Regions from separate parts of the Pan troglodytes genome. Here region 1 is linked to region 2. Evidence: chromatin contacts called from public capture Hi-C data. All regions are on one chromosome and are shown on one strand. Each heading gives the region's core, a stretch centred on a gene start, on an enhancer-like site or on the middle of the called end of the contact. The rest is flanking DNA. Distances are from core to core; before and after follow the strand shown.

Region 1 (3,253 bases), core at 192-2,691, 130 kb after region 2:
GGCCTATTAACCCGAGCCCATGCCTTCATGTATCACTGCATAGTACAGAATGGCAGCACATACTGTGTGTAGACATTTTTCTACACACGTGGTCAGCCAAGAGTAAAAGCCTCTGCATCAGAAAGCAAGAATCTCCTATAGCAACTAGAAGTGGTGATAAGGGAAGAGGCCAGAGTTGTTTAAGGCTCCCAAAGTCCTTATGGTCTAAAGGCTAAGATCCTAAAAGTGCTAGTTTAGTACTGGAAATCTGAAAACTCAATGGTTTTTCCATACTGAGACCCTTCCTTTAGCAGGATATAGCCTGGGCCCATCTCTTCCTCTGCCTATCCTTGTAGGACATGCTCACTCCAAGCTCTGGAATAGGTCTGTCTTTGGAAACCACTCAAACTAAGATGTCACTGACTGCCAGAGCATGGACCCCATTTCCAATGAGAAAACTTGTCCTGCTCTCCCCACCCAGCCCTGCCCTTCCACCATGTTATGCAAGTCTTCGGTTTCCAGACAATTCATGGCACTTTCCTTCTCCCTAACAGTTCCAGGCCTAGGTGAGGTGTGGTTGACAAGATGATCCCATTCCTCCTTTACACAAGCCCTCCCACACCCACAGGCACTTCCTGCTTCTGCCAAAACAAACTTTATTGCACCAAAAAGGAAAACAAAAAAACAAAAAAACTTCATTTATATACAGTCAGATATAAAGACATCTCTTTGACTCCTGTGCATATATTTCCTCAACTCAAGATTAGGGCATAAAAGTCAGGCTGCTATGCCAGACATGCTCTGCCCTATGGCAGGGCCAAGGAGAGGATTGTCACTTGAAAGTGGGAACATTTAAATGGATGACAGACAACAATGGACCCACAGACCAAGAGCATTCTTCTAAGCCCTGGAGTAGCTCGAGGAATGGAAGAGGGAAATTGGAAGCAGGGTCCCTTTTCGATCTTCATGTGAAGAGACCCAGCCTCTTCAAGGGTATCCAAGATAAACTTCCGTTCCCCAAGCCCACCAATCCCTGTCCAGTTCCTTTGCTACCTGCCCTCCCAAATAGGACATTCTCCTTTGTGCCCAGCCCCCCTTTGCACAGATCCTCCAAGGGGAGTCCCATGATCCACAAGGCAGAGACCTTCATTGCAGAGGGCAGGGGAGGTACACACTATCCTCTCCCTTATGCATGGCTGGACACTGACTGAGGCCCTGCATCACAAGAATCGCCAATACCCACTGGGAGCCATAACAATAAATCTGGAAGTACGGGGAGAACATATCAAAAAGGGGAAGGATGGATTCCCTTGATGCCCAGGATTACAGGGCACCTAAAGCACATTTTTTTTTCTGAGCCAACCAGCTAAAGGATCACTGCAGCTAAATACAGATAGAGAAGCAACATAGCCAGGCAAATACCCATCAGAGCCAGTGACAAGAGCAGCTGGGGGCACGGGGGAGGCAGAAGGAAGAGAAAGAAGGGGAGGAGCCTCCAGAGTCCCAGCCCCAACCCCCTCTGCCATTGGCTACCCTTGCTCCCCACAAATCCCTGGGGTTGAAGTGAGGAGGACTACAGGCTGGGGTGAAAATACACAAGGACAGCCCAACAAAATACAACAAGGACTAGCATCAGTCTCCCCCTTACTCCACCCCCAAGAGAAATACCCTTATTGTGACTAGTATTTATGAAAATCTGTAAGAGACTATTCTATGTAGTGGCTCTAATCCCATATACACAGCAGCTGCCTGTGTTGGGAACTTTTCAAATCAGTGATTGCGGGAACAAACAGTATTTTCAGCTTCTTACGGTGCCATGCAGGCTTTACCAAGACCTTGATTAAGTCCCAGTCACATTTACCTTCTGTCTTACATCTAGAAAAGGGTGAGGAAAGGGGGGAGGGGAGAAAGGTGCTCAGGTGCTAGGTAAAGCTTACTGATCAGCAGCCTAGACTCCACCACTGTTCCTTCTCTTTGGTCTGTCTAGAACAGTGACTATAAATTAGGAAAAACAAAATTATGCTGGCCTGTGGGAAATAATGGGGGAAGGAAGGCAGGGAGGAAAAGGGCATTGGGAAGCCCTGCTTCAAGACTGAAGACAGACAAATAGACAACCACCCAGACTGCTTAAGTGTCACAGACAGCCCCCACCCCAAGCTCCCTTCCAGGTATCCCCATAAATCATTTGGGCACACTCCCTCTTGGAATTGCAATTTCCGTCTTCCACTTATCCCTAAGGAGCTGGCCCTGTGGAGAGGTGTGTTGGTTGTTTTGTTTTTGCCAAAGGCCTTCGCTCTAGGTGCTCCTGTAAAGGTACCTTGGCCCCTGATATGGGATGAATGGATGAACGAAGCCCCAGATGCTCCAGTGCCAAGGAGGTCAGACCGGGAACAGGCCCCCACTCCCACACCCTGGGATCCGAGCTTGCTTGGTTCTTGCCATCTTGCAGGATGACTTCGAGTCTGGAGGGAGATACACAGTGCCTCTCCATCCCTGGGGTGGGGGGAAGGGATTCTGCTGGGACTCTTGAGTGGGGGAAAGGGGAGATGGGAGCAGGGTCTAAACCCTCAGGCTCCCATGAAGGTCTGTCTCTGTCCCAGATGAGCTGCTATCAGAGTCCATTTCTGCATTCTCATTATGGAGCCTCTCCAGCACTTTCTGACGTATCAGTCCCAGGCGCATCAAGAGGGACTGGTAGTCAAAGTGGCCCCGCTTCTCTCCAAAAGGGTCCTGTGGGGAAAGGAGACAAGGGGATGGAAGATTCAAGTCTGGGTGGCTGATCCTAGAGAAAGCAGCTTCAGGCCCATGTGAAATGAAAGCTTAACTTCTGAGCCATGGGAGCAGGAAGGCCTAACAGCACAGGCAGTCCCTAACAGCACAGGCAGTCCCAAACAGCAGGCAAAATAACCTTTGCTTAAAAATATGACACCTGGGCCAGGTGCGGTGGCTCACGCCTGTAATCCCAGCACTTTGGGCGGCCGAGGCGGGCGGATCACCTGAGGTTGGGAGTTTGAGACCAGCCTGACCAACATGGTGAAACCCTGTCTCTACTAAAAATGCAAAATTAGCCGGGCGTCGTGGCGCATGCCTGTAATCCCAGCTACTCGGGAGGCTGAGGCAGGAGAATCACTTGAACCCGGGAGGCGGAGGTTGCAGTGAGGCGGAGGTTGCAGTCAGCTGAGATCGAGATCGCGCCATTACACTCCAGCCTGGGCAACAAGAGTAAAACTCGGTCTCAAAAAAAAAAAAAAAAAAAAAGACACTCTTAACCGCC
Region 2 (3,400 bases), core at 661-3,160:
GGCTAACATAAAATCTGCACAGAAATGTTACAAGTGGCTCCCCAGCCCCCACAGCCGGGAAGTGCCAGTCAAGATTTAAGCATCCCCAAAACAAAGCCTTTATTCCTGGGGGGGCTTATTGGCAGGGGAGGGGGGACAGGGGTGACTGAAGTCAGCTGGCTGGGAGGGGAGAAGGGAGAGAAGCACAGGAAGGACTCACTGGCAGGAATAGGGTGGGGGATGGGGTGAGACAGGCCAAGGGCAGACTGTGAAAGCTGTTACCTGTTAGAATAGCTAGCACGTTATCTCAAACAAGTGAAGAAAATCGCCAGAGTGAACTTATTTATGGGGGAAAAAAAAGCTTGGGAAATTAAAACAATCCAGTGGTCACTGGAAAATGTCTCCCTTTAAAAAAAAAAAAAATTTTTTTTTTTGGTTTTTTTTTTTTTAATTTTATTTTTTGGAAAGTATTCTCAAGGTAATATTTTTTTCCTTTGGAAAAAGAAATCTTTTTCCCCCCCTAACCTAAGCAAGTGGAGTTGCCACTACCTAATTTATCTATTGTTTTGCTAAGAGGTAGATAAAACAAAAGTGAAATGGGGCTTCTATGAGGAGGTCCATTAGAGGGTGGGTGGGGAGGGGCTGGGATCGCCCAGTGGAACTCCCCCAACTACAAAGACGGCCTGAATGAGTCCAAGGACCGCGCCCTCAGACTCCCCCAGGGCAAAGGATCCTGCTTCACCTCTTCTCCTTCTAGAGCCAACTGGGCCCCCATTGAAGACTGAAAAAGGGCCCAATGGAGGTGTAGGATCTCAAAGAAACCCTGTTGAAGAGGTCTCAGCTCTGGTTTCCCCAGGCTTCCTGACTTTGGGGCTGTGTGGTGGGTTCCAGGCCAAGCCCCAGGTCTCACTCCAGCCAGCCCCCTCTAGAAGGGAAGAGGCCATTCCTTTCCTCACCATCTGGTCCAACAAAGCTATAGAAAGTGAGAGAGGGACAAGCTGGAGGCCAAAGGGGTGACACATGGGCAAGGAAAGCAGAAAGTGGGGACCTCACGGCCAGCCCTCCCAGCCCAATCGATATGGGGGGGATCCTGGCAGGCCTGCCTGTTCCCCAAGGACAAACCTTTTGTGGCACAAGCCTCAACTCACTTGTCCTGGCTGGGATTCATACCCTTATGCATGAGTCCCTGCCCTTAGTTCCAATCTTACTGTAAGGATTGAGGTAGTTAATCCATTTATACTCGTAGCATCCATCACCTGCGGTTAATCAAAACACATGCTCCCGAGGAGCTTCCTGCTATTTCATTCAAGAAAAAAAATTTTTTTTCTTTTGTCCATCCGGAGTCAACCATACTAAGGCACCAGCAAAGGCGCCATCAGACTGTGCCCCAAAGCGGTGCACAGGACCGAGGGTCAGGGCTGGGGCTCTCGCCCCTAAATCCCCCTTCAGACATGAGGCCTCCTCCCTGTCCCGTACCCCGATAGAGAAGCCTTATGTATCCAAAGGAAAGAAACTGCAGTTTTCAGCTGGTGTTACTCTAAGTCTGAATATAGAGAAATGTTCTGCATCTAAATTGTCGAGTATTTGGAAGGGAAATGGCTTTTATGTCCCCTGGCATTGATGAGGATTTTTCTTCAATCTTCCTGCAATTACTGTGACAGGCTGTGCTGTTTCCCTTCTACTGGTTTTCAAGAAACAGGCAAACAGTCGAGTGGTTTGAATGGCAAAGCCACTAGGATCTCCCCATAAACACTTCAGGGGAAAGAAAGGAGAACCCCCACCCCTGATGAGAGGTGGGAGGAAGGGGTTGCCTAGAGGCACCAGCTTCTCCTGTGGAGCAAGAAGGCTCAAGCAGGCCCTCTGGGGCTCTGTGAGGTAGTTACTAGCACTGCTGGTTCCCAGTTTGGCAGAGGGTATGTCTGGGTTGGGAGGAGGGGAAGGCACCCTTGAGAGCTAACTGAGGCCCCTCCTCACTGCCCGTCTGCCAGGCCTGAAGGGAACTCAGCAGTGCTATCTCTGCAGTAGGGGCAGGGGACAGAGCAGTCCCACAACAGGGAGCTACCTGGAGCCCCAAACTTCCTCTCCTTCCCCAAAGTGCAACCAGGAGCCGACAGACCAATTTCTCGGCTCCCTACCCCTCGGCTTGGCAAACACCACACCCTAATCCCCCAGGAGCCTCTGAAGGGAAGGGCCTCGCCCTTAGCTCCCAGTTTCCAGGAGGCCTTCCTCCTCAGACAGCCAGGTATGTGTCGAAAGCTGGCTATTGCTTTGATTCAGGAACAGCCTCTCTCAGCCTCTGTCTGTCTTTGGCACAGAGGAAAATGGACACAGAACCAACTAGAGCATCCCCCTCCAGTGTTCTCTGGGTTTTAAATGGGGTCTTTTCTGCCAATAGTGAGGCATAAACAAGGATAGCTCCCAACTGCCTCCAGAAGGAGGGGGTCAGGAAAAAGGAAAAAAGATTGATAAGGACTGGGAGGAGGGGAGGAAAGTAGAAAAGGGCTATAAAACTCCCTGTTCTTAAAAATGGCTCTCTCCTAACCAGACCCCTCACAGGAGCTGAGTCCACAACCCAAACTGCAAAAGGCAACCAGACCCGAGAGGGGATTAAAGCCATTTGGGGTGTAACTGGCAGATGCAGCTTCAAAGTCAGTCAGTGAATCAAACCATTTTGGTTATGTGTTTCAAAGAATTTAAAAATATATCCTAAAGAGATGGTCCTTTCTTAAAAATATATATGTAGCACACACACACACATATATATCTTAGAGCACAGAAGCATTTTTTTTAAGTCACTCTTCTCAAATCATCCAAATCTCCCAAGTGCTTTTCGCGATAGCTTGTTATCTCACCAACGATGGGGAAATGGAGGTGCTGAGCAGGAGGGCAAGGAGTTGCCCTAAGACCTAGCCTACGGGGCACAAGAGGGCCCGGCCCACCGAGACAGGTCCTTCATCCCACTAAACCTTAATCACCAAACCATGCTCCTTTTGCTTTCTGGTGGTATAACTTACATGATTTTCCTGCTGGGCAAATATCAACAATGAGTGGAGCCTTGCCTAATCCAAGCAAGTGAAGTTTTCCAGTCCCTTGCCACACACTTCCTGGTCTCTTCTGGGAGCTGAATCAGCCAACGGAAAAGGACTTGGGCTCAAGGTGTGAAGGGAGCAGGCCCCCAAGGAAACTGAACACTGCAACAATCACATTTCAGGTACTGTGGGATTTTTTTTTCTTCCTGATGATAGTCTGAACCAGATATCAAAGCATGCTTGCTGCTGGAAATTCGCTTTAAATTACTAAATGGCCGACGTCTGAACGTTATCTGCTTTGTTTTGGGATAAAGCATATAGAGCCAGAGATGGAAAGCTGGGAGACCCTTTTTATGGTTGGGACAGGTGGAGAGGCTTAATTCTACTGGCCT

The links. Capture Hi-C pulls out chosen DNA fragments and counts their contacts.
Region 1: a capture Hi-C map of stem cell-derived neural stem cells shows a contact between it and region 2, with 2.5 times the contacts expected there. The contact joins two enhancer-like sites. A contact is called at or near these places in 2 of 7 Hi-C or Micro-C datasets (both in induced pluripotent stem cells) and 1 of 1 other capture datasets (stem cell-derived neural stem cells).

What each region holds. Positions count from the first base shown.
Region 1 is chr19:19,163,105-19,166,357 of NHGRI_mPanTro3-v2.0_pri, forward strand. It overlaps UBE2Z (ubiquitin conjugating enzyme E2 Z), which reads right to left. Exons shown (of 7, transcript XM_511942.8): 7 at 619-2,709. The coding sequence ends at 2,539. Among named protein-coding and RNA genes, the nearest start is that of SNF8, 16 kb to the left of the region's middle. Within about 2 kb of position 1,442, at least 3 of the 24 cell types and tissues checked have an H3K27ac peak or open chromatin away from gene starts, as enhancers often do. A contact at or near this core is called in stem cell-derived neural stem cells, where this site is marked.
Region 2 is chr19:19,029,796-19,033,195 of NHGRI_mPanTro3-v2.0_pri, forward strand. No RefSeq gene overlaps it. Among named protein-coding and RNA genes, the nearest start is that of IGF2BP1, 56 kb to the right of the region's middle. Within about 2 kb of position 1,911, at least 3 of the 24 cell types and tissues checked have an H3K27ac peak or open chromatin away from gene starts, as enhancers often do. A contact at or near this core is called in stem cell-derived neural stem cells, where this site is marked.